Linked DNA regions of Gossypium hirsutum: all the other regions are linked to region 1. A link is a contact called in public Hi-C data. All regions are on one chromosome and are shown on one strand. The core of a region is the stretch at or near the end of the contact, and the rest is flanking DNA. Distances in the headings are between cores, read along the strand shown.

Region 1 (6,019 bases), core at 12-2,511:
TAACATTGCACTCTAGGGAGAAAATTCAAAGTTAGAATATTAAAGACAATGTTGTTGGGAGGGTTATTTCTTTCATCACCCCCAAACAAGTCAATATTAGCGCTATGGTGCATAAATGTAATTCACTATTTAAAGAATTATTCAAAGTTCCTAGAGCTCCTTGTAAAGTTTGTTGGAAAATTCATTATTGAACTTGATTAATCGCTTTTTGTTGTTCAAATAAATAGTTTCATTTTTTTAATTTTTTAATTGTCCTAAAATCTTATAAGTTGAATCAATCAAATTTAATTTTTCCCGTTCTATCTCAGAGTATCTATTCACTCAAATTGATCCACCTCCATTTCTACTTTCTGTAAGCAAACCCAAGCCTTTTCCAGCCGTTCAATAGCCAACCACGACATAGTTCTTATGAATTTTAAATAGTATTCAAGATCCTCTCTTTTCGATTATCTAATAAATCACTTAATTAAAGTAGATTATATTTTCATTCTTTTTTTTATTTCAAAAAATTCATGATTCCTTCCAAACCAAACATGAACCTTTCGAATCATTTGACTCTCACACTCATTTATTTTTTATTTGTTGGGAATTAATTTCCATATCTTTTTTTTCCCTAATAACCAATCTATGGGGTGATTGGAGTATTATATGAGGGACTATAACAAATATGGGTATTTGGAATTACGAAGGTGTGGCCAAAGTACATATTGTGTTTTCTAGCTTATGCTTCTTAGTAGCTATCTGGCATTGGGTATATTAGTATCTAAAAAATTTTGTGATGAGGGCATAGGAAAACCTTCTTTGGATTTGCCTAAGATTTTTAGAATTCATTTTTCTCTCTCAAAAGTGGCTTGCTTTGGATTTGGTGCATTTTATGTAACATGATTGTATGGTCTTGAAATATGGGTGTTCGACCCATATGGGCTAATTGGAAAGGTACAATCTATAAATCCAACAAGAGACGTGGAAGATTTTAGTCTTTTTATTCTGGGAGGAATAATCTATCATCATATTGTAGTAGAGACATTGGGCATATTAATGGGCTTATTCTATCTTAGTGTCTGCTCCCCAATATTTATGCAAATATTGGGATTAAATTCTAACTGTGAAAAGAGTATATGATTCAATCAACTACAAAGCAAAGAGCTTCTTTCTTCAATCATAGATATATATAAGAAAACGTGAGATTGGATCTATCAATTTAGTATTTGTGGGAGAGAGACCTAACCATAAAATCATAGAGAAGGACCCATTTGAAGCAATGAGGAGTCCCTTGGGCATGAAGAGCCCACCCAATTCCTTTGTTTATAGCAGTGGTAGCAGTATATAGGCCTGAAAAATACATTCCTAATAAAACATGAAAAGGCCCAAAGATAATTAAACAAAATTTTTAAGCGCTAACCGAAAGGCCGGCAAAGTTTCGAACTGATAAAATCAAAAAGCCCTACGCCCCTAAACCTAATCCCCTCATAGCTTCTATATAATCTTCCCTTTTGATTTCATCTTCTCCAGTCGCTGATGGCAACCGATCTTCATTTTTCTAGCGACCATCTTGCTTTTAAGTGAGTTTTGAAAATATTACCTGACTTTATTATTAATGTTTTTTCTTCAAATTTATGAAAATATTTTGGAAATTATCAGTGGATTTGTTTTTGTTTAATTTATTTATTACGATTTGGGAAAAAAAAAGGCTGATGAGGAGAAGAAATGGGCAAGAGCTGCAACAACAAATAAAGCGCACCGTGTAGATCCATCTACATGGGTTGTTGTTTGCTTTGATGAATGTGCCAATATGCTAATCTGAGGCTTTTCCTTATTTATTTTCAACTATTATTCTCCTTCGAAGTTGTTCTTCCCCAAAATTTATCAATTTCTTTTAAAATACTCTGATTTACATTTTTTTTTGGGTCGACTTGCTATTATTTTATGTTATTTTTCCACATTTTGTCAACTTGGAAATGATTTTATTACAACTTTTTTAAAAACTTCAAATTTCAAATCACATTAAAATTCAAATGATTCGTGTTATTTGTGATTTTTTGTGTACCGTCGTTAGTCACTTCAAAAAGAAATTAATCAAATTTAACCTAAAGGTGCGTTTTCATATACGGAATTAATGGATAATTTATACTAAATTTAGAGCGGAACAAAAACTTTTAGTGATTAAAATAATAAATCTATTCAAAGTGAGTATCTATTTTTTTTAATTTGATTTTAGGATACATCTTAAATTCTAAATCTGAGATATTACACGCGTTCAAATAAATGCCTTTCAAATTGTTACAGATGCAATTTTTTTTTAAATGCAATTTTTTTATTAAATTTGTATCTTTGTAATATTTATCTTTATAATTGGAATTAGACTGTAAATGTAAGGATTGTTGTTTATAAAATAAATAAATTTGAATAAAATCCTTTGAAATGTTTGATCTGTACTTTTTCACTTTTTTAAACTGAGGATGTTTACGAGCAGAGATTTCATTTCACCAAAAAAAAAAAAACTCCCCATTAACCCTTCTATGTTGGCAGAATGGTGAGGGATGATGATCATGTAAGGAGATTTTATCCTTTTACAAGGGGTTTACCATTTCAGCAGATTAATAAAAATTTGAAAGAAAAATTAGGAAATAAGTAACTTAAAACACAAACAAAAACAAACATACATACCAGGTCAAAACCCCCCATAACATACGAAGACCTGAGAAAATTGGAAGCCAGTTACAATGGGAGGAGCTTAAACATAAATTATTTGTCAATCAACTATATTCAAATAGATTCAATAGATCGTAGTACAGTTATCATACACATATCAAGACATTATCAATTACGTACTAAATGTGACTATTCAAAACTTACCTCGGATATACTTGAACGGTTGCGGAAAGGCTACTCAATTACTTTCTCTTTTCCCCTATCCAACTTCGACCCTCTTTGCTCTTGAGCTTAAATTCAAAAATTTTAAACTAGTCATTATTCGACTATTCAAGCATTACTTCAGAAATATAATATATATATTTGACTTTCACACATATAGATCATAGTAAGTTTTTAAGAAAACATTAAGCAACTCATTAACAAATTTTTATCAATGTTAACCACATAATCAGAAATTCACAATAAGTTGTCTTCCTGAGCAACAGTCACCAAATTATTTATAACTGGAGCTACGAAATTCCAAATCAATTGCCGTAAAATTTCCCTGAAAATAGACTCATATATCTTTTATCCATAAAATTTTCAAAATTTTTAGTTTGGCCAATAAATACCAGATTTTTCTTAAAATTTCCCCTGTTTCACTGTTTGACTAATCTGACCACCCTTTACTACGAATCAAATTTCTAATTGTACAGAAGTCAAAATATGTTCTCGTTGATTTCATTTGAAACTAGACTCATTAAGCTTTAATTGCATAGTTTATTCAGCTTCTAACTCCACTCTCACAATTTATGGTGATTTTCCAAAATCACATTACAGCTGCTGTCCCAAGTAGATTTACTACAATTTACTATTTCACAACTCTTTGAATTCATATTTTTTAAACATGTATATCACAAATCAATTTCATCACATATCTATAATTTCACTTAAGCATAATCTCAATCCAAATATATTCATTGTCCATATATCAAGCTTACTTAATGCTATTTATAATCTATTCATATCATTAACCAAATATAATTATGCAACCAAAACACAAATTATACATACCTTATACTATGCATATCAAAATAACTCCAACCATGATCGGATATAACCGAATTTAAACATGAAAATTAAGCCATTTTCGAACTCCTATAGCTCATTCAGCATTTACAAAATCATACCATTAGAATTCATGTACAATACCGAACCTTTAGACATTCAAACATCTACCCTATTCTTTTCAAATCATCTAAAACGGCAATACTCACATTTTAGCATTTAACTACAAAACATTTATTCAAGTAACTAAACAAGTCCAAGTTCAGCTATTACACATATAAATACTATAAAATTTTTTAACTAATTCAAACTTCTCTCATCAACATTTATTCATCAAAACATAAAGAAAATAATCAAATCTCTTCATTAATAACCATGGCCGAATGCTCCATTCACCACCCAAATCCAAAATTTTAACATGGGCTAAGTAAGGAACTTAGTTACTAACTTAAAATAAGCTAAAATTTCAAAATCTAACATGAATTACTAACCTTGTTTTAAGCTTAAGATGGCCGAATGCTATATCCCCTTTTCTTCTCTAAAGTTCGGCTACTAAGGAAGAACCAACATTTTGTTTTTCTTTTGTTTTTCTATTATCCTTTCTTAATTTACTTAATTTTTTTTATTTCATAAATTAAACCATTACCATATAATATTATTATACAACACATATTTTACTTACCATCATTATCATGGCCGGCCACTATAACTAAAGTTGGATATTTGACATGCAAATCCACTTATTTACACCATCAATTATTTGGCCTCTACAAAAATAACCTATCATATTTCAAAATGTCTCATATAAGTCCTATTTAACAAATTTCACATACAAATGACAAAATCAAAGCATGAAACTTTCACACATGCATTTTCACATATAATAAGCATAAAATATAACGGTTAATTATTTTTGTGACTCGGTTTTGTGGTTCTAAAACCACTTTCCGACTAGGGTCAAATTAGGACTGTCACAATATGGCCCGATACCGACGATTCAGCCTTAACACCTCGCAGCCTCGACCACGGCCTCTTGCACCTCTTCTAGCACTCATCATTGATTCACGTATTATCTAGATTAGAAATTTTACAAAGTTTTAATTAGTTTCAATAATTAAGCCAATGTTTTATGAAAGTATTAAAAAGAAAGTTATTTTCGTAAATCCTCTACAGTTTCAAGGTCCTATAGGCTTTAGTTTCACTCCAACTAAAAGCCTTAGTATAATCAGCTAAAGTAGCCCACTAACTATCTACAGTATATCAAATTAAACAAGCTTAATAATAAAAGAACTTACTTGGTTCGACGTCGGAGACTCGGTGTGCCGCACAGCAAGAACTTTTTCCAAAACATTGTGATCCAATTTTTTTTAAAAACAAACCCAAATAATATGGCCCACCTCACATCTTGAGTTTTGTAACTTGGCTCTGATACCACTAAATATAACACTCCAAACCCGGCTCAGACGTTATGGCCAGATCCAGCGCGTCACATTGAAGCGTTTTATCGAAAATCTTGTTTCATTGAAAACCCTTCTTTGAAATAAAAACCATAAGTAAAATCCCAGCTTGTATTTGTTGCTTTCAAAGCGAGGTGTATTTTTTAAAAAAAAACTATTCCTTCTTGTATGATAAAAATTACTTTGTAAAATCGCTTTTCAATTGCGAAAGCTTTATTTAAAATAGATGATCTATGAAAACTTGTCATTTAAAAATTTAGTTACGGAAACGTAGTATTTAAAAACAGTTATGGTTTTAAGAAAACCATGCTCTACTTCTAGCAAATATAAAGCATAATAATAAATATAATTCTAATTTGAATTATAACCAGAGGAAAGGCCTTATTACATTCCGGACTGAAATAACTTTAAATACTAGAAATAATAGGCTTAAGAAAAGAAGTCCAAGTCGTCTTGCTAGCTGGCCACCTCGGAGTCCCCCAACCGTCGAACCACCTACTGAGGATCACCTGAGAAAAATAAAAGAGGGGTGTTTTTTGAAAACTTAGTGTCTACAACCCTAGGCAAATAGAAAAGCACGCAATAGCAAGTGTTTTTGGGCCTAAGCCCAATTCAATTTTAGAACAAATGTAAAGCAATCAAATATGCACGAATCCCACCCATCCAACCGCTACACACCATCTCCATCCCCCGATACACACCATGTGGGGATATAATATCGACCCACCTATCTGATACACTCCAATGGTAGCCCGGTTGTGATACTACCTTTATTGCAGCAAGCTGCTAAACAAATATTGGGCTTAATAGCCATCGATGGATCCACGGTCGTCAAGCAACCATGCGATCCTCATATACTT
Region 2 (6,123 bases), core at 3,183-5,682, 530 kb before region 1:
ACAATGGCCCCCATGTATTTGACATTTTAACCTGACTGTACAAATTAGGACCCCGCCCTTCTTGTCTACAAGTGCACAAATCAATGTTTCCTTGAGCTTTGATCATGTCTATTCCTCTCTCAGAAGAGTTGATGCCTGTAAGATGACAATGCGACATTAAAAGAACAAAACGAAACAGTACAAGTGCCCACTACGAGTATGGTTAGATTTTTCTAAGTTATATATATATATATATATTTGGAGGATCTTTGGATACTTCAAGAAGAATGAATAGTCTGAGCAACATAGATTGTGAAACTGATCCATAACGTGCCTTGTTTCTGGTTCAAAATTAGGTGCTCATATGACTAGCATGTGGGGAAATTTAGATGATCTTAAATGTGAGAATGAGCTCAAATACTATGCCAAGCAATTATCAGAATGATGGCCCTGATCAGTTTAGCTAAGTAAACCACAGTTTCAGATTATCTTAACAGGCCTGTACACACGGCCAAGATGGGCAGATTCGGGGATAATATTTATTATATAAATTCCAATACATTTACCTCTGATATTCCAATTTTTGGATGACAATCCCGTTTAACAGAAGCTCTGAACTATACACTGTTGCTCCTGCATTAAAGTAAACTTGTTCAATTACCACAAAGCTGAGTAATCATTTATTAGAAAGAAACGGGACATCATGATAATGGTGTAAAAACCTTTCTCAAGTAAAGGTTTACAGATTGCCAGATCTTGTTCACAGGAAAGAATCAAGAGATCATCTGGGATCTTTTGATCTTTTGCTTCAACTACCTGAGGAGAAATTCTCAGAAAGTCATTACTTTACCATATTGTCCTTAGATAGAGAAAACATAAAAGGAATATAGATAAAGTTATATCAACGATATTCGAACACCATTAGTGACTGATAGCTGCAGGCTACCTATTAAGGTAGATAGAGACACATACCTCACCTCCAACTGCTTTGGCCAAGCTGGCAATCATCTCTTTGTTAGGTTTAACAGTTTGGGTGATGCAGACTCTTCTGTCCTGTCAAGGGATATTAGATATCAGCATACAAGATATTCCAGTAATGTAAGAAGTGTCTGAGGAACTAATCTGGTTTCAAATAAATCAGATATCCACATACAACCACCTTTAGAAGTGGATACCGTCTTGCTCGAGCCAATGAAACAGCCATATTAAAACCAATTTCCTTTTCCCTTTTGGAGTCCCTCAGGATGTAATTTCTCTCATCTAGTAAGCAACTTGCCTGCCCACAGCTATCAAGCCATAGATGAGTCACCACTGATTTTCCAAGAGCAATGGCTTCCAACATGTTCCTCGTACGCACAAATTTGTCTGCTATGAAATGTGTGGCATCTAAAGAACATGATGTGATAGAAATACCCAGTCGTGCAGCAATCTGTTCAAAATAAAAGCAAATCAAAGAATTCTACGACTAGATTTATGAATTATCTCGTTGTTGAAAAAGAAACAAAGGCTACACCTTTTTCTGCTGCTTGACTACATCATCATCCAAATGCTGGCTAAACAGGACTCGAATATATGCCAGCTCTTTTCGTGCTCTGAAGCCTCTGTGGGTAGAATCAGACATTAACTTAGGAACACCTAACCCAATAAGCTCTTTCAAAAGTGATGGTTTTGGTAGGTTTTTGTTGCAAGGTTTCCTGTGATATACGTAGGGTCTGTTGTTGAGTGATGCCTCATTCACACTTTTTTTGCAACTAAGTGTAGTGATGCACTCCTTACCAGAGGGTTCAATAGTATTTCTCAGTGGTTCTCCAAAATTATGGTTCTTTAAACCATTGATGATTGATGTAGAATCCACATAATATGGCTTCCCAGTTTGGGCGGCATTGACTCTATCCAAGTCCCAAGCACTTTCTCTTATGTTGGGGACTGCTAGATCACTGTTTGTAGTAACGCCTGAAACTTGTTCTTTACAGTTCTGTCTTGATAAACTTTCATCAGAATTACTTTCTAAAGAAGGCCAAGAGAGGGAAGTACACATTCGTCCTTTCATGTTGAAGTTACTAGAATTGGTTTCATCATCTTCTGGCATTTTTTTATTTCTGACAGGATCCAGTTTGTGTTCTTCTGCACCAACACTAGTGAATGAAGCATGCATATTACTCTTTCCACTGGAATGGATCGGCACTTTCCGTTGTGTTCTTTTGCCTTTGGGACAGTTCCATGTATCTAATCTCAAATATCTGGCTATAGCAGCTTCTTGTGGACTACTTCGTTGTTCACTCAATTTGCCGTCAAGATTTTCAGCAGAAGCATATGAATGCAGCTTGGTGCATTTCTGCTTGCCACTCAATAACTTAGGTGGATCAGCAACCACGCTCTTCCTCTTTCTCTTATATGTTAGCATACTTCCCTCCTTAACATTATTGGTCATTACTCTTGGTTTATCCACTTGATCCTTAATCTTTTTTACATTAGCTCCTCCCTTGCAGTGCCTAGTTTGATGAACGATAGGTTCATCCTGTGACAATTGTTTCCTGCACAAGTTCTGCACATCAGGAATGAATGCAGTCGCATAAGTCTCACAGTTTTCTAGGTTGTTCTGGCTCACAGATTCATCCGACTTTGATTGCTTGCTCTTAGATGTTTCGGGTTTTAGTTTGTGACTCAACTCCTGATAGTTACAATTCCATGATGAACTAGAAATATTCTTGTTATATCTTCTAGCAGAACGCTTTCTTCGAATTGACTCTTTTCCAACTTCTCCTATCTTACAAGCAGCAACCTTTTGAAGGGAATGATGCACCAAATGGGTTCTACTCATTGCTTCACCTTCCAGAAGATCTGTGAGGGCACCCTCTACAGCTTCACATGTATCACAAGCTTTACAACTGGGAGGGAGGCCGTAACATAGAGCTTCCATCGCTTCTGCAGCTATTTGGGTGCTAAAGCCAACATCAAACATGTCTGGTATGTCTCTTGCAGTACCACTAGCTTCAAACTTTTCTGATGATGATTTTGTCTGCATGAGTTCGTCCACCTCCTTAAAAGATCCATTTACCATATTCCCTTCTGATTCTTTTTCTATCCCGATACTGGCTTTCAAACCCTGATCCTTGAACCCTGAAAGTGAATGACGGCGTGCATGCTCCTCTTCATGCTCATTGCTTAAATTTCTTTGCCCTTTATTGTGAAGATCTTGATGGCTTAAGTCTCCAAATTCAGAAGACCTTGTCATTCTCTTGCTAAAGGAATCAGTCTCTCCCTGATGACAACTCTCAAACCATTCAAAGGTTCCCACTTCTTTGACCGGAGATCCCCGATTGATTATCTTAGCCAAATGTCGAGTTCCCTTTGCACTGGAGACAAAAGGCGATTTAGTCCTCCTTCTCTCTTCAACTCCTTGACACAAATCCACACTATTAAAGCTCAAAAAGTTATCGACGAAGCAAAGTGCAATAGCTTGGGACGAATCTCCAGGTTCCTGAGAATCGACATATTCCAACCTTCTAATCTCATGATCACCTATAGACAATTGAGGCACATCCTTTGTCTCATCACTTCTATCATGATCCCTGGAAGATCTTTTCGTCCCTTCAATTCAAACCACAGAAAATGATTTACTAATAATTACTACGCACCATAAGATTCAACCAAAACATAAACACAAAGCAATCATATTGATCTCAATTTGCTAAGAGAAAAAAGGGGGTACAATGACATTGAATAAAAAATTTAAAACAAAATAAAACCAATGAAAGACTAACCTGCACTGAGTTGTTTGTCAATTGAATCAACATCTAAACAAGGGCTTTGCCCTTCCCTCTTCTTTGACACATTCTTTTCACTTCCACCAGTGATCTTTCTACAATTAAAGAGAGTTATAGTCTCGGTTCTACAACTTCCTTCATCTTCACTATCAAGCACAATTTCCATATCAAGCTCACACATTGCTTGTTCAGCTTTCACATCCTCCACATGACCCATCTCCTCATCACCATCATCATTATCCGTTACTTCAGTGCCAAAGCAAGCTTTCTCCAACTGGGTTTCATTTTCATTTACAGGACTATCAAGCACAACAATATTTATTTGGATCACACTTTGAGAATTTTCTTGATGATTAACGAGAATCCCCCAAAATCATGTAGAAAAAAAAAGGGGGCGATAATTGGAATATTGAAAGGAAAAAAGATTACCGGATGGATGGGGAGTGAGACTCAAAGAGTAGAGTGTGAGTGAGGTAACGTGTATCAGCAGCCATTCAATTTGTTAATGTAGGATTTTTCTCAGTGATCAACGATGATTTGGTGGGAAACCTCAAATTCTTAAATGATGGATGGGAAAGCTAACATGGTGGCATAATAAAACCCCATTTTTATGCATCAGAAGCATTTTGGGATTTTTTGAGTTTTGATTTTTGGAGGGGAAATAATAACAAAAAAATGTACCTGAAGGCGGGAAACTATTCAATTAAACTTAACTATAAATAATTTTGTTTGAGACAAACAAACAAAGTGGGCATTTGGTCTAGTGGTATGATTCTCGCTTAGGGTGCGAGAGGTCCCGAGTTCAATTCTCGGAATGCCCCTCGTTTTTTTTCTGTGTCTCTGACCAATATGCCACGTGTCAGCGCCTCTGAGCCAAAAAAATTTAAAAAAAAGGTAAAATAAGAAAGGGGCGTTCCGAGAATCGAACTCGGGACCTCTCGCACCCAAAGCGAGAATCATACCACTAGACCAAACGCCCGGACGGTTGTGCTTCCCTGCAGAACAGTGTAATTCATTTATTCATTTAGCTAGAGATATGCATTCATAATTAATATATTTAAAATCAAAATATAGCCTGGGTTTTTTACATGTATGCAGTCTAAAATAATGTCAAATATCATGTATTTAAATACCTTGATTATATTTAAAATTTAAAGTATTTCATACAATAAATACAATATATTCTATTTATTCTTTTATATTTTTAAATGATTTAAGTAAGTTAAACTGTTTTTAGACCTAAGTATAATTTTTTTAATATTATTTATTTAAATATTTGTCTTCAAATTTTAATTTTTAAAATACATTTTTAAAGATATCTCAATACACATGGATGTTGAATTTAAGGAATCCGTGCTAGCATGTCAAGGGAAAAGTACTACAAAATATAGTTAACTGTGTTCAGCCCTTATGGATATTGAGCTCAAGGTTGTGAAGTTTCCCAACCAAGCTATTTAATGAGTTGATTTGTGAACAATAAATACCCCACCCATTTCTCTTTTTCTCTCACCTAAAATATTTTCAAACTTAAAAGTAAATTGTGTTTATATTTATTTTTCGAGATAAAAATAGTTGCATTAATATTATAGAAAGAAGACATAGCAAACCATCCGGGATAAAAAAAAAAGAGTTATTGTGAATAAAGTGTCTTGTGTATTTTATGTTTCAGAGATAAATACATTTTTGTTGATTGTAATTTCGCAAGAGTAGTCTAGTTTGGTTACTCTGTATGCAAAGTTTTAACCTTACCTCAATTTTAAATAGCAGATTGGATCATATAGTGGCGACAAAGACAGAGATGAGAGAAAGCCAAGGAGTTGTACACTTTGTTCACACGAGGAGTAGGAATAACAAGGAATGGAGTTATTTTTGAGAAAGAAACCCCCTACATTTCAAACTTTGGATATTAGCTCGTAATTTAGACTCCAAATAAAGGCATTTACAGTTACAATAATGATTCATAAATCATGGAGATATGAATTTAAATCGAAAAGTAATGAGAATATTTTTAAGAGAGAAATTATGATAAAAGAATAAGGGAAACTCGATAATAATTTACAAAAAGATTTATTCACACACAAAAAAATTCCAAGCTGCCACTATTCTTACATGCACACCCTTTCTTCCTTCCAAAGGAAAAGGAATGAGTTAATATTATATGACTAGGTTGAATTGGATGTCAGTAATATTCTTTGTCAAGGCAACAACATTACAAGAAGAGAAGTAACGAGAACAACATCTCATTCTCCTTGCTCTATCCCTTAATCTCATTTTGCTATTCTATCAAAATACATATATACATCAAATCTAATCATAACAACAAAATTATATATATATGCCTGTTTCTTCTCCAAAAAAGAAATAGACTACCCACTTT
Region 3 (6,354 bases), core at 3,570-6,069, 770 kb after region 1:
ATTTAAATCCAAGTTTAAGTTTTTTGAGCTATAATAGATTGGATTAACATTAAACTAAATAATTAAATTAAATTCATCTCATTAAATTAAAATTTTCAATTGCCATGAAAGGATTATTTTGCGCTTTTTCTAATCTATAAAGGCTTTTGTACTCGTTTTAAAAATATAAAAATCAAAATGCAATCCTAACACAAGAAATTGTAAAACACGTTTACCATGTTATCTTGCATTTATGTCCAATAACTATGTGAATGCAAGTATATATGCAAGTACCGAGAATGTAAAAATATCTTGAAACTCTTAGTGCAGTCGGATTATATCTTACATTCAATTGAAAAATAGATAAATTAATCAATATACATTAAATTAAAATATTTTTAACTGTACAAATAAATAAAATTTTTAATAGAAAAATTAATTTACTCTTTGATCTAATTTATAAAAATTAATTTACCTTTTTTTTTATAAAGAGGGCAAAATACAATCCGACTCCTACAAAAGCATCTATGATAATTTTACCATACTGAGTGTGAAGGTATTATATTTGTGCAAAAGTGGTCTTGTGTGCTGATGTTTTGCTTTGTTTTACTTATCAAGCACGAAGAGAATAATGTTAGTGGGCTTTAAGTTCTAAGTAACCATATGTATAGGTTACTTGAAGGGAAAGGTGGAGCTGTGACTTTGTGCATATTCTTTAAAAAATTAAAGGAGCTGAAGGCGAGAAATGTGTTGAACAAAGGGTTGAAGAGATGCATGGCTCAAAGGCAAAGCCAAGTCTTTAAAGCAGTCATATTTGTTAATGGTAAGCAGAAATAAACAAAAAGGTTTTTTGGCCCAAAAAAAAAAAACCAAATACAGTTTCGACAGCTTTCACAAGTCAGCAGCAATTGCCAGAAGCTGCCTTTGACAAAAATCATCTAACCCAAATAAGAAGTTCCTGGCTTGGGTCAAACGTCAAATTAAAACCGAACGAAATTGGCTTTTGTAAGAGATAAGGTAGAAATTGTCCAGTATACGAGTCGTTCTTCTATCAGGGGGAAGCTGTGGTTTTAATTTGCTACTGAGTCTAGACTCCTAATATATTCTTCTCTTTTCTAGTTCTAGAATTATATGTTTATTTTTATTATGGTTTTTGTACTTGAATTTAATTGTCTTATAATTATATTAACTGATCTTACATCAGTAGTAGTAAAAAATCAATAACGAAATAGATGCAACTAAACAAAGACCTTTTGTAAGAGAGTTTTGCATAAAAGAGTGTCAAATGTTGCATTACGAACCGATTACAACTTCAGTATGTATGGCAATGGTTGGCCGGCTCTGTAACCCGGCGGGTGTTGTAAGAATTGCATTTCCTGCACTTAAGACCAAGAACGTGAAACTGGACTGTGCTTGTACTGTTGCAGTCATTGCAGAGGATTGAAACCTGCATGAAAACCACATTCAACAAAGTGTACAAATATAAAACTGAACATCATTTTGACTATGTTCAAGAACGGAAGTATGATGAAGAAGATATTATATCATATAGAGCAACAGTGGCTCAGTATTAGCCTGAAAGAAGCTAAATAGGAAGGAACAGCACTAGAAACCATAACATAAACTTGCCCGCTAAAGTAGACCCTTAAATTATTAGCTTTATGTTCATTTGGAAAGGGTAAAAATGAGTATGAAGAATATTTCCTAATCGGGTCGGCTGTTAACATCCATGAAAAAGAAAGACTGGCTGCTATTTGAAATAAGGAAGTGTTATATGACAACACATCTATGTCCCGACCAAACATTGGGAAACAGATGGATACCTTCTAGAGGCACGGAAATTATCTAACTAGACGTGATTTCTGAATGAGAGCAAAAACTTATAAAAGTTTGCATATATGCTGCAACAATTTTAATTGCATGTATGCTGCAGGCAAAGAAAAAGAGAAAGTTACATAATTTACTACCTCAAATTGATACTCCGCAGGCATTCTAGTAGCATCAATCTGTAAACAAAGAAAAAGATCACCAATTAATGACATACAAAAATTATCGAAACAGTAAAATAGTTGGTTAATCCTGAAAGTAGTACTTAACAACTTCTACAGCAAAATCTATTTAATATGTTCTTTAGAGAAAGATCAGACATCCTTGAAATAAAAAATTAGATCCATGGAAAGGGCATATAAAAATCCAACAAAAGAACCAATTATTAGTAACACACAATATGCTGAGGTCTAGTAGAAACTTAATGTGCAATAAGATGATCAAAAGAAGAAGGTTTATACATCCATATCCAGATCTTCCCAGAAGGCAGACATATCAAGTACTGCCTTGCAGCAGATGGGACATCTATACCAGTGAAATGGAGAAAAAAAATATATATATATATAGTTAATGTTTTAACCATTCTGAAAAAATAAAATAAAATTAAAATAGGTAAGCAATTAGCAAAGTAATTTGAATTTACTGATTTTGCTTAGCCATCTGAGAAAAGCATTCCATATGCATTGTATGTCCACATTTCATAATGCGTGTGCTTTTAACTGAGTCAAAAAGATACTGGACACAGGAAAAAAATGTCTTGGAAAAACATATTCTTATGAAATTTCAAGAAAAGTGAAGAAAATGGTCAAACTCTCAAAGCTCAAACCTCAAAACAGATGGGGCAATAAGACTTCATGGAATTCTCTACACAAAAGTGATTGTCACGCAGATCCACCATATAGCAAGAACCTGTGCCAATGATAACATCATAAAGGAAAAAGCAATACAGGAAAATGACCACAAGAAATTAAACAACTTTGAAGATACTGCTAATACTAAGAGTAATTAAACTGGAATCATAAAATTAATTTGAAGACTGCACAACTATATGCTTAGAGATACTCACCATAAACTTAAGAGAATTTAAAGTTTACAATAACAAGTACAGAGATAGGTTCCCTAATATGCCTTTTTCTTTAGCCTTTACATGAAACTCCAGCTTAAATCTACAACTAAGTGAATTTTAGGAGTCTGAAGTAAACTAGCTTGGGACACCATTAAATCATCAACTATCTAATGGAGTCATAAACTCATTGAAAGGACCCCAGATGTCTTAGAAGTCATCTCTTTGAGCCCTATGTTTAAAATGATAATGGACAAAATAGGGGACACTACGACTATAGAACTGCAACACACCTCAATAAACACCCTGGAACACGGCCATCTAAACAACAGATAAAGCCAATATACTTCGCTGCACTCCGCAAAATTACAACAGTAGGGAAACGAAGGATTTTAAGGGCTATCTATCATTACGATTTTGGCTATTTCCTTTGGCTTTCTTAGGTTAATCCTATTAAATAAATAAAAATTAGAGAAGAATCACATCTGGTTAATATGATCAAACCACCATGAATATCAATAACTTATAATTCAGCTATCCTTTTCATCTTTTTCCATTTCTTTTCAGCTTAAAGAGGAATAGCATATTGTGCCCCATAACAAGTATAACATGAAATTCCATACAATACTATAAAAGAAACCAACTCTAAAACTAAATCAATTAAGGAGCAAGAATGGTAATAAGACTGCCTACCACATTTCTCGCAGTGAAAGAACTTATCACGGCCACCAACCCTGTGTAAACCACAGATTAGACCAGACTAGAAGTTGACAAGATATAAGACAGAAACAAGTTACAATAACAAGAAGTAAAAAACTTAAGCAATCGGACACAACATGCTAACCAACCTACAAATTCCACGATCATTACAATGGAATTGTCCCTTTGTAATCTGCAACAGTCATAACATAAACTCAACATGATTCTTTAAGTGGAATAAAAGTAAACATAAACATGCAATCATCTTACATCATCATCATAGAATTTACAAATGTCGCAGAAATATTCTCCCATGTTTACCCCACAATGGGAACAGACTTGAGCAACCTGGACATTAGAATAATGGACTTTCAGAGTTGAGACACTTACAGTTACTACCACAGAATTAAATGCAACTTGACATACCTCCTGTTGGGTATTGCAAATTGAACAAATAACCTGACACATCATCAACTCCACTCCATTATAACAATTATATGTTAAGGTACAACATGAAAGGTGATTTTGTCAAATAAAAATACTTGCTTGACATCCTGCCTGACAAGGTCGTGATGATCTTTTGGGTTGCTAAGTGAGTTCTAAATTAAACAAAGAAATAAAAGAATTATTAAAAGAAAAAAAATTAAACAATCCAAAACAATAAGATTAATAAATTTATATAACCAAGGCAGGCAATTAAAAAACGTAAATGAACATGAAAAGGGAAAGGGAAACGAGAGAAGGGAGAGAAAGTACTGAGGTCTCGTTATGGCAATGACGGCAAGGGAAGGTCTTATTACAGCAAGGAGCAAGGATTTTACATCGTCTCTTGTAGTGATCGCATCTGAAAGAAAAAACAAATAAAAAAAAGCATTTAACAAATTGAAACCCAAAGGAAACAAAAAAGAATATAGAGCAAAGAGAAGATACCCATGGTCGAGTTTTCCGAAATCTTTGCTTCTCTGAGGCGAAATTACAGAGTCCCCTGCCATTGGTTAGAATAGGAACACGAAGAAAGAAAGAACAAAATAGAGACATTTGCTCTTCTTTTTTCTTTTTTTTTTCCCTTTCTGAAAATTAAGAACAACATAGAAAACATAAAATTTACTAAATTGGGCCTATTAGGCCTTCAAAGTCAATTATGTTTGCTCGGCCTTATTAGGCTTGTAAATCAAACTGGTGTTTTCTTTTTCCTTTTTTTGAATGCCAACGGAATTCACTTTTATCTTACGTTTGCAGGAAAGGATTTGTTTAGGTATCTTCTAGACGTTGCCGTAATAACTGCTAGCAGTAGATATTAGCCTCAGCCTGCGTCACTAAATGTTTTCTTATTTCACCCATTCCCCGTCGATTGTTGTTATCTTCTCACTCATTTTGACATTTATATATTTAATAAAGAGATGATATATAATTTGATATTTGAATTTGTCTATTTGTATTTAGTTAGTTTCTAAATTTTTTTGGATCTAGTTAGTCATTAAATTTGTATTCCGTCAACTAAGTTAATACATTTGCATTAATATTGTTAGTTTGTGCTAATGTGACTCTATTAACCAATCCGATGGTACCACATGACAACCTCTCATAACGCCACAAGGATGTAACAGCCCATTTTTAGTCAAATCAGAATAGTAGTTTCGGGACCACAAATCTGAAATCAAAATAATTATTTTATTATTATTTTAATGTTTACAAAATGATAGTATGATTGTGTGAAATTTTTGTTAAGAAATTTTATCATTTGAATGCTCAATTCGGTAAAAAGGACTAAATCGCTTAAAGTGCAAAAGTGATATTCTAATAGCTAAAGGTATTAATAGCTATAGAACCTTAAAGTAAGAGTCCTTAAGTGGTAATTAGACCATTTCAATTGTGAGTGGACAATTATGGGCATATATTAAGTGATTTTAATGTTTTTAAACAAGGTTAATATAGTAATTTGTAAATAACTTAAGTAAAATGATGGAAAACTTAATGTATCATCATCCTTTCTTCATTTCCACCAAAAATACAAAGAAAGAAGGAAGCCATGAAAGTTTTTTAGGGTTCGGTCACTTAGTAGCTTAATTGATAAGTGATTTTGACTCGATTTTTAATTATTTCTATGTTTTTGAGATCGTTGCAACTAGGTCTAGCTAGCTCAAGGACTATTTTACAAAACTGTTAAAGATTTAGGAAGTTTCCATTAATGAATAAGCATGTATTTTAATGATTGATGATAGATTATGAATGTTTGATGATAATTATACAAGTTTTGTTAAGTGATTTTTAGTGAAAATGCAAATTAGGGCTTAAAGTGTGAAATGTGGAAACTTTGTGGTTAAAATGTGAAATAAATGAATAATATGGGCTGATATATGTACTAGGAAAATTTGACTAGCATGGGTTGATATCAAGTTGCATTAATTTGTGTTCTTATGAAATAAGGACTAAATTGTAAAAGTTGTGAAATACTTGGGGCAAAAGTATAAAATGCTTTAATAAGTGCTTTTGGATTAAATTGAATAGAGTGATAATTAAATAATCTAAATTTGATTACATATAGATCAAGGAAAGCGAAATTTGGATCTAGACCGAGGGAAAAACAAAGTACTCGACTACTCAATCTATTTCATCGTTTTTGTAAACCGAGGTAAGTTTGTATGATTAATAAGCTTAATGTTATATGTGTTTATATGCTTAAATATTATAATTGTGATATTACAACATTGTGAAATCTATCGACAAAGCATTGACACTGTGAGAATCCCGGATTAACCTTGAGAATAGATAGGATACTAGGGACA
Region 4 (6,289 bases), core at 968-3,467, 790 kb before region 1:
CCATTATACGAGAACTTGAACATTAAAGCAACAGATGAGAAGACAATTCAGGCATGAACAGGGGCACATGCAGAGAAGCAGAAAAGTGATTTATTTGTGGTTTCATTCTTCCGCATAAGGTCATATAATTTTTCACTTATAGAATGCAAAAGAAAGGATCAGGAAACCAGAGAATAACGTTTTATCAGGAATTATTTTGTCATGTCATGCAGAGAGTGAGACCACGACAGCCTGTATGATACCATGAATCTTTGTAACAAAACCTAAAGTGATATCAGAATCCTCAAAAATTTAAGCATAGTGCGACATGAAGTGGGATGATTTTAAATCCCCTTACTGCACGAAGGAGGATGATTTTAATCCATTTAATGCTTGAAATGTGTTATCTTATAAAAAAATATCCATTTCATATTTTGCAATGACAGTCTCGCCATGTCAAATATAGTTGCTATAAAAAAAAATTCACGTTGACATGAAGGAAAACACTGAGCACATGTTAAAACTAGACCCAGGGGGAGGGGGTTCATTCCAGTAGTAAATTCCATTCACATCACAAAGTTTGTTTAAATTAAAAACATGATTGGATATCACTGAATCATCTCAGGGGGAGGGGATTCATTCCAGCAGTAAATTCCATTCACATCACAAAGTTTGTTTAAATTAAAAACATGATTGGATATCACTGAATCATCTCATATATGCAAATATTAATTAACCATATCCAGTAAGAACTCACAAGATGGCGCTGATCAGGGGAAAGGGATGTGTCAGTAACAGTCCAACGCAAACTTTTGGCAAGAATGTTCTTCTGAACTTTCCAGCCTCTATCCACATTGTATATTCTAATATCGCTTCCCTGAAACCAAAATTCACAATCAAATCAAATCAAGCCAATTACTAGCTACAGTCCAATGAATTCAATGTCAATCCGATCAATGATCAGATATAAGACAAGCAACACTACCTGAAACCCAGCAACGAATAGAGAACCATCAGCTGAAAATTGAGAAACATAGGCTCGGCTGGTCATCTGGTCCGCAAGCCAAGGACCATTTACCGGCAAATATCGGCTAATCATGTGACAACGATCTGCTGATGAGAATCCTCCTCTTCTTGAATAATTACCTTCTCGACCTGCCAACATTTTCACTGGGGAAACAGGTAATTTTTTCTTTCCTGGCATGAGTTGATGCAATCGTTCATTAGGCACTGATTTAAGGTTTGTAAGCTGGGCAATCTCGTGGTCTACTTTACAGAATGGTTTGTCGGACCTGTTACTGCAACCAGCTTCACTGGTGACATTACCGCCTTCAAACAACTCAGATTCTATCTCCAGCCTACTCATGGCATACCCCATTTCAACAATGGCAACCCACAGGCTGTAACAAACATTTTCAATATAAAAGCACTACAGAAACTTTTACATGTGCATAAACACTCCTACATATATGTACATATCTAGTAAACCTTCATATCAAAGGATATTTTGTTCAGTTCTTAATATTTCAAACCTGAAAAGAAAAAGAAAAAACATATAGAAAAACAAAAAGAGATTTGTAATTGACAAATCATGTTAACTGACCCGGTTGAAATCACATGCATACCAATAAAAAGAGTAGAAAAAGCCCAAAATTAAGACAAGTGTTAATTGACTCTGGTTAGGATCATAACTAAATATAACATCTTTGTGTCCTCTATCACGTTGAATTGAGTGATAAGCATAAGCTAGGAATTAAACCAAACCCAATTCGTTTATTAATAAAAAAAAAACCAATTCTAAATACAAAACAAAAGGCAAACTTTCATCTATACTGACTTAGAATTTGTCACAATTACGAGCACCAATTCAAATTGTCAGGAAAGAACAGAATACATGCAAAACAAAAAGAGCATCCAATGATTCGACCGTCAAACAAAGGAAAACCCAAAATTTCTTGAACATACAAGTAACAACTAAGAAGGCAGCTGCATGGTAAAAGGAATGATTATAAAAAAATAAATAAAAATTAAAAGAAAACTTAAGACAAAGTGGATAAGAGTGAAGTGTGAAGGCTTAGCTTTACCTAATAATTGTGTTACGGAGTGTTGAAGCCTTGGATTTTGCTGAGATTCAGTCAGACTGAGATTAACAGTTAGCCCGTAATGTTTATATTTTATTTGTTTTCTTATTGGGGGAAAATTACATATATTCTGAGTCACGAGTTAGGGTGGTTGATGATTTGAGCGGCCGCAATGTGCACACCTAATCCCTTTACATCTTCACACGTGTTCATTTGTAATGGCCTTTTGTATTGTATTTATTTCTCTTAAAAGTTAAATCTGCATCTCGTATGTGGCTAAACAAGGCCTATACGCCAATTTTATTTTTTAATCGCGGATTTTAACTTTAATTAGAGAAATATGTTGTTTCTAAGAAAGAGTTTAAAAGCGTGTTTAGTTTAGCGTATTTTTACATAATTTATAAGAATGTACGTTTAGCTGAACGCGCTTTTCTTTAAAGGGTATATTCTTCATTACTTTTGGGATGAATTTTTTTAAAAAAAATACTTTTCTCTTAAAAACAATGAAGAACACATATTATTGGGGCAACTTTTTTAACTTTTGGGATGAGCTTTTTTAGAGATGAAAAAGCAGTAAATTTTAACTTTTTCAGCCAAAAAGTACTTTTGGCTGTTATTTTACCTTTTTAACTTTACTTTTTGACTTAAAATGTGTTTGATGTTATTATTTTGTGTTTTCTTTCTTGGTTATTTAATATGATTTTTACAAATGTGTTAAAAGCATTAATTAAAAATAAAAAATATTTTTTAAAATAATATAATTGTGTTAATATCTAATTACAAATATTTAATTATTATATTTAAATATAGTTTATATATTCTAATTAAATTTAATAAATAATTAATATTAATTACTTAGAAATATTTAAAATTAATATTATATATTAAAATATTAACAATAAGTTATAATAAATTATTTTTTTATATTTTTACTAAAATATCATAATATTAACTAATTTGAACATTATTTAAATACATATTTGTTACTTTATAATATCATGTCTAAAATGGACATTTTACTTTTCAAAAGCACTTTTTGACAGCAATATCAAACACTTAAATTTTTCTAAAACACTTCTCAAAAGTACTTCTCAAAAGCACTTTTCCACAGCACTTTTCAAAAGTACTTTTCAAAAGCAATGAAGAACTGGCCCTAAGTAGCAATTTTTAACTTTTTTATTATTAGTATCTTTGATTAGATGTTTAAATGTTAGATGGTTTTGTTCTTAGGTCTCAAGTTCTATTCCTCTCCCATTTATATTTATATTTTTTATTTCATGTTAGCTTCTTCGGTTGAATGGTTAAATAATAATGCTTTCATCATTGAGACTCAAGTTCAATTCTCATTTTCTAAACACATTTTTAATTTTTATTTCATATCGTTTCAAGTTTTTTATTTTATTTTAATTTATCTTTTTAATTAATAACTCTTTTATTCATAAAATCAAATAATTATTACAAATATAATTATTTTTAGTAAATATTGTTAGATTTGTAAAATAAATCTAAAATAAAACTGAATAAACTAGGATTTATCATGTCAAATCATCAAGAATAAATCAAGAATAAAACTATATGCGAAAACATATTTGAATCCATGAATTCCTTAAAGTTTTACTGGATCTTGAGGATTTGATCTTTCAAATTAGCACACAAGAAATTTAGAGAATATCTGCTCTATCTTTCTTAATAATGAGATATTAGAAAAGATATCTTATTGTGTAATTTGGAGACCATAACCCTAATATTTATAACCTTGGCATATTAGTTCTAGTTCCTAATTAGCCCATCATTAATTAAAATTTGATTAGAATTCAATTATTAGAGTATCTACACATATTTAACACATACTTTATTTAATAATTAAAGCCCAATAAAATTCTAACCAAATTAGATCACTTTTAATTTGAGCTAACTTATCATGATAGTAAATAATAACATGTAATTACCTTTATTATATATGTGATGCCCATATTTTCCAACGATCTCCCACTTGGACCACATATATATACTAATTACACTATAATTACATGTCATTATACAACCTTATGAGTTCAAAATTTTACTATCATATCCAAAAGGCATTCCGAACAATCTTGTCCATTAATTATGTTAACATAGAACCAATGCGACTTTCGTTACATATATCGTAACTAAATCCATCTATGATCACGTATATTAACACAATCAAATGACATAGATCAAGTATGGATGTGTAGCATGGAAATTACATGCAATATGATTTAAACATGTCTATTTCTAACTGGTCCTCTTGTAACACCCCACACCCGTACCTTACGTCGGGACGGAATACGAGGCGTTACTTAAACTTGAACACATACATTCTCACGTTTCCGAGTCACCAAGAAATGGTCAAATTTAAAACTTTTCCAAACTTTACCAAAAACTCCTTAATGTGGGTTTACGAGGCCCAAATAATTCATTTAAAACCATTCGGGACCAATTCGGGTCATTTAAAGAACTCTAAAAAATAACACATGACATAGGGGCACACGCTCGTGTGAGAAAGGCAACACGCCCGTATGACCTTTTCAACATGGTCGTGTTGATGGCCCGTATGGTTCATACGGCCAAAGCACTTAGGGACACGCCCGTGTCCTTCACCCGTGTGGAATTAATTTCCACTTCGAACCTATAGGGGTTTTCACACGGTCTGATACACGCCCGTGCCCGGGCCCGTGTCCCTCACACGGCCATGACACGCCCGTGTCCTAGCCCGTGTGCAAAAACCTAGACATTCTATTTCTGACGTCAGTAACTCTTAAGGGCCACACGGCCAAAGCACACGCCCGTGTGTTAAGCCGTGCGCTTCACACGGCTGAGACACATTGCCGTGTCTTCGTTCACGTGTTTACTACCATGTATACTGACTTGCGAATTTTACGTGCAGGGGACACATGGCTGGACAACACGCCCATGGGGCTGGCCGTGTGTCACATACGGCCTAGACACACGCCCGTGTATCTACCTATGTGGACAATATAGTTATGATAATATCCATTCAAAAATACAAGGTAGAAATCAGCCACACAAGGCAATATCTCATTCATGAAAATATCATCATTTGCATACATCAATCATGAACCCTAGCCATCATTCCAAGGCTTAATACATGAAGGGATTCATCCCAAGCCAACACATTTGGCCCATATAACAAGACACAAACATCAAAGTCTAAGTCCTATACATGCCATACTTCAAATAATAAAACCAACTATACCAAGTGCTTCGGTTGATAGTGTGATCAATGCCTCCAATGTCCGATGATCCTCGAGCTAATTAGTCGGAACTATAAGAAAATGGGAAGGAGAAGGAGTAAGCATTAAGCTTAGTAAGTTGCATGCAATTAAATATAACAACAACTCTACCATTCATCAACATGTTCATAATACAAAAGAAGGCACAAACACAACTTACTCATCACTATCCAATACAATTCACATAGTATACATTGAGCTCATATCTCAACATTTCAAATATGCACCTGTACCACTCACAACATGGTTATACTTTTCTCATTTAACTTAAACTATAACTCTCACTGTTGAACCATTTGGAATACTATCGGATATTCTCTAAGCCTCAAACATAGGGTATAATGCCGATGCCATGTCCCAGACATGGTCTTACACTGACTCATGTCTCAAGTCGATGCCATGTCCTAGATATGGTCTTACACTGACTATCGTCATTGAGGCTGACGCCATGTCCCAGACATGGTCTTACACTAGTTCTCGTATAGTCGTGTCGATGCCATGTCCCAGACATGGTCTTACACTGACACATCTCATAGCCGATGCATGTCCCAGACATGCCTTACACTGGCTTACCTTACGAGACCGATGCATGTCCCAGACATGTCTTACACTAGCTCTCGTCTCAATGCCGATGTCATGTCTCAGACATGGTCTTACACTGGCTTTCATAATGTGGCCGATGCATGTCCTAGACATGTCTTACACTAGCTCGCGATAACCCATACGTCATGGCATGAATATTCGATTTATTTCTTATGGTTTAAACGGGAATTCTACTATCTCAATTATCAGCATGCATTCTCATTTCCACCATCAAGCATTTCATGCTGTATCAATTCAGCACATATAATAATAGCATAGTTGTATTATTTACATACAACTTACCTCAGATTATAAAATGTAGTCGACTAGCTCGACTTAATCCACTTGCTTCGTTTTTCCCCGGTCTAG

Evidence for each region. A called contact is a pair of places that touch in the nucleus more often than the background predicts.
Region 2: a contact with region 1 is called in a Hi-C map of leaf, with 2.6 times the contacts expected there. The contact joins the promoter of LOC107952233 here to the enhancer-like site in region 1. A contact is called at or near these places in 2 of 34 Hi-C or Micro-C datasets (both in leaf).
Region 3: a contact with region 1 is called in a Hi-C map of leaf, with 3 times the contacts expected there. The contact joins the promoter of LOC107893804 here to the enhancer-like site in region 1. A contact is called at or near these places in 5 of 34 Hi-C or Micro-C datasets (callus and leaf).
Region 4: a contact with region 1 is called in a Hi-C map of leaf, with 4 times the contacts expected there. The contact joins the promoter of LOC107952169 here to the enhancer-like site in region 1. A contact is called at or near these places in 2 of 34 Hi-C or Micro-C datasets (both in leaf).

Annotation. Positions count from the first base shown.
Region 1 is chrA08:14,599,445-14,605,463 of Gossypium_hirsutum_v2.1, forward strand. No RefSeq gene overlaps it. Among protein-coding and RNA genes, the nearest start is that of LOC121205338, 83 kb to the left of the region's middle. Within about 2 kb of position 1,262, at least 9 of the 9 cell types and tissues checked have an H3K27ac peak or open chromatin away from gene starts, as enhancers often do. A contact at or near this core is called in leaf, where this site is marked.
Region 2 is chrA08:14,066,822-14,072,944 of Gossypium_hirsutum_v2.1, forward strand. LOC107952233 reads right to left here and starts at 4,433. Exons shown (of 8, transcript XM_041075886.1): 1 at 4,176-4,433; 2 at 3,744-4,045; 3 at 1,493-3,570; 4 at 1,139-1,408; 5 at 952-1,032; 6 at 702-795; 7 at 546-612; 8 at 1-135. The coding sequence starts at 4,240. The coding sequence ends at 120. TRNAP-AGG (transfer RNA proline (anticodon AGG)) reads left to right here and starts at 4,496; the gene lies at 4,496-4,567. It overlaps TRNAP-UGG (transfer RNA proline (anticodon UGG)), which reads right to left and starts at 4,725; the gene lies at 4,654-4,725.
Region 3 is chrA08:15,370,005-15,376,358 of Gossypium_hirsutum_v2.1, forward strand. LOC107893804 (E3 ubiquitin-protein ligase MIEL1) reads right to left here and starts at 4,820. Exons shown (of 9, transcript XM_041074502.1): 1 at 4,499-4,820; 2 at 4,325-4,412; 3 at 3,718-3,761; 4 at 3,563-3,603; 5 at 2,633-2,715; 6 at 2,450-2,541; 7 at 1,947-1,985; 8 at 1,281-1,426. The coding sequence starts at 4,560.
Region 4 is chrA08:13,806,012-13,812,300 of Gossypium_hirsutum_v2.1, forward strand. LOC107952169 (LEC14B homolog) reads right to left here and starts at 2,218. Exons shown (of 11, transcript XM_016887468.2): 1 at 2,064-2,218; 2 at 1,272-1,379; 3 at 965-1,176; 4 at 737-856. The coding sequence starts at 1,302.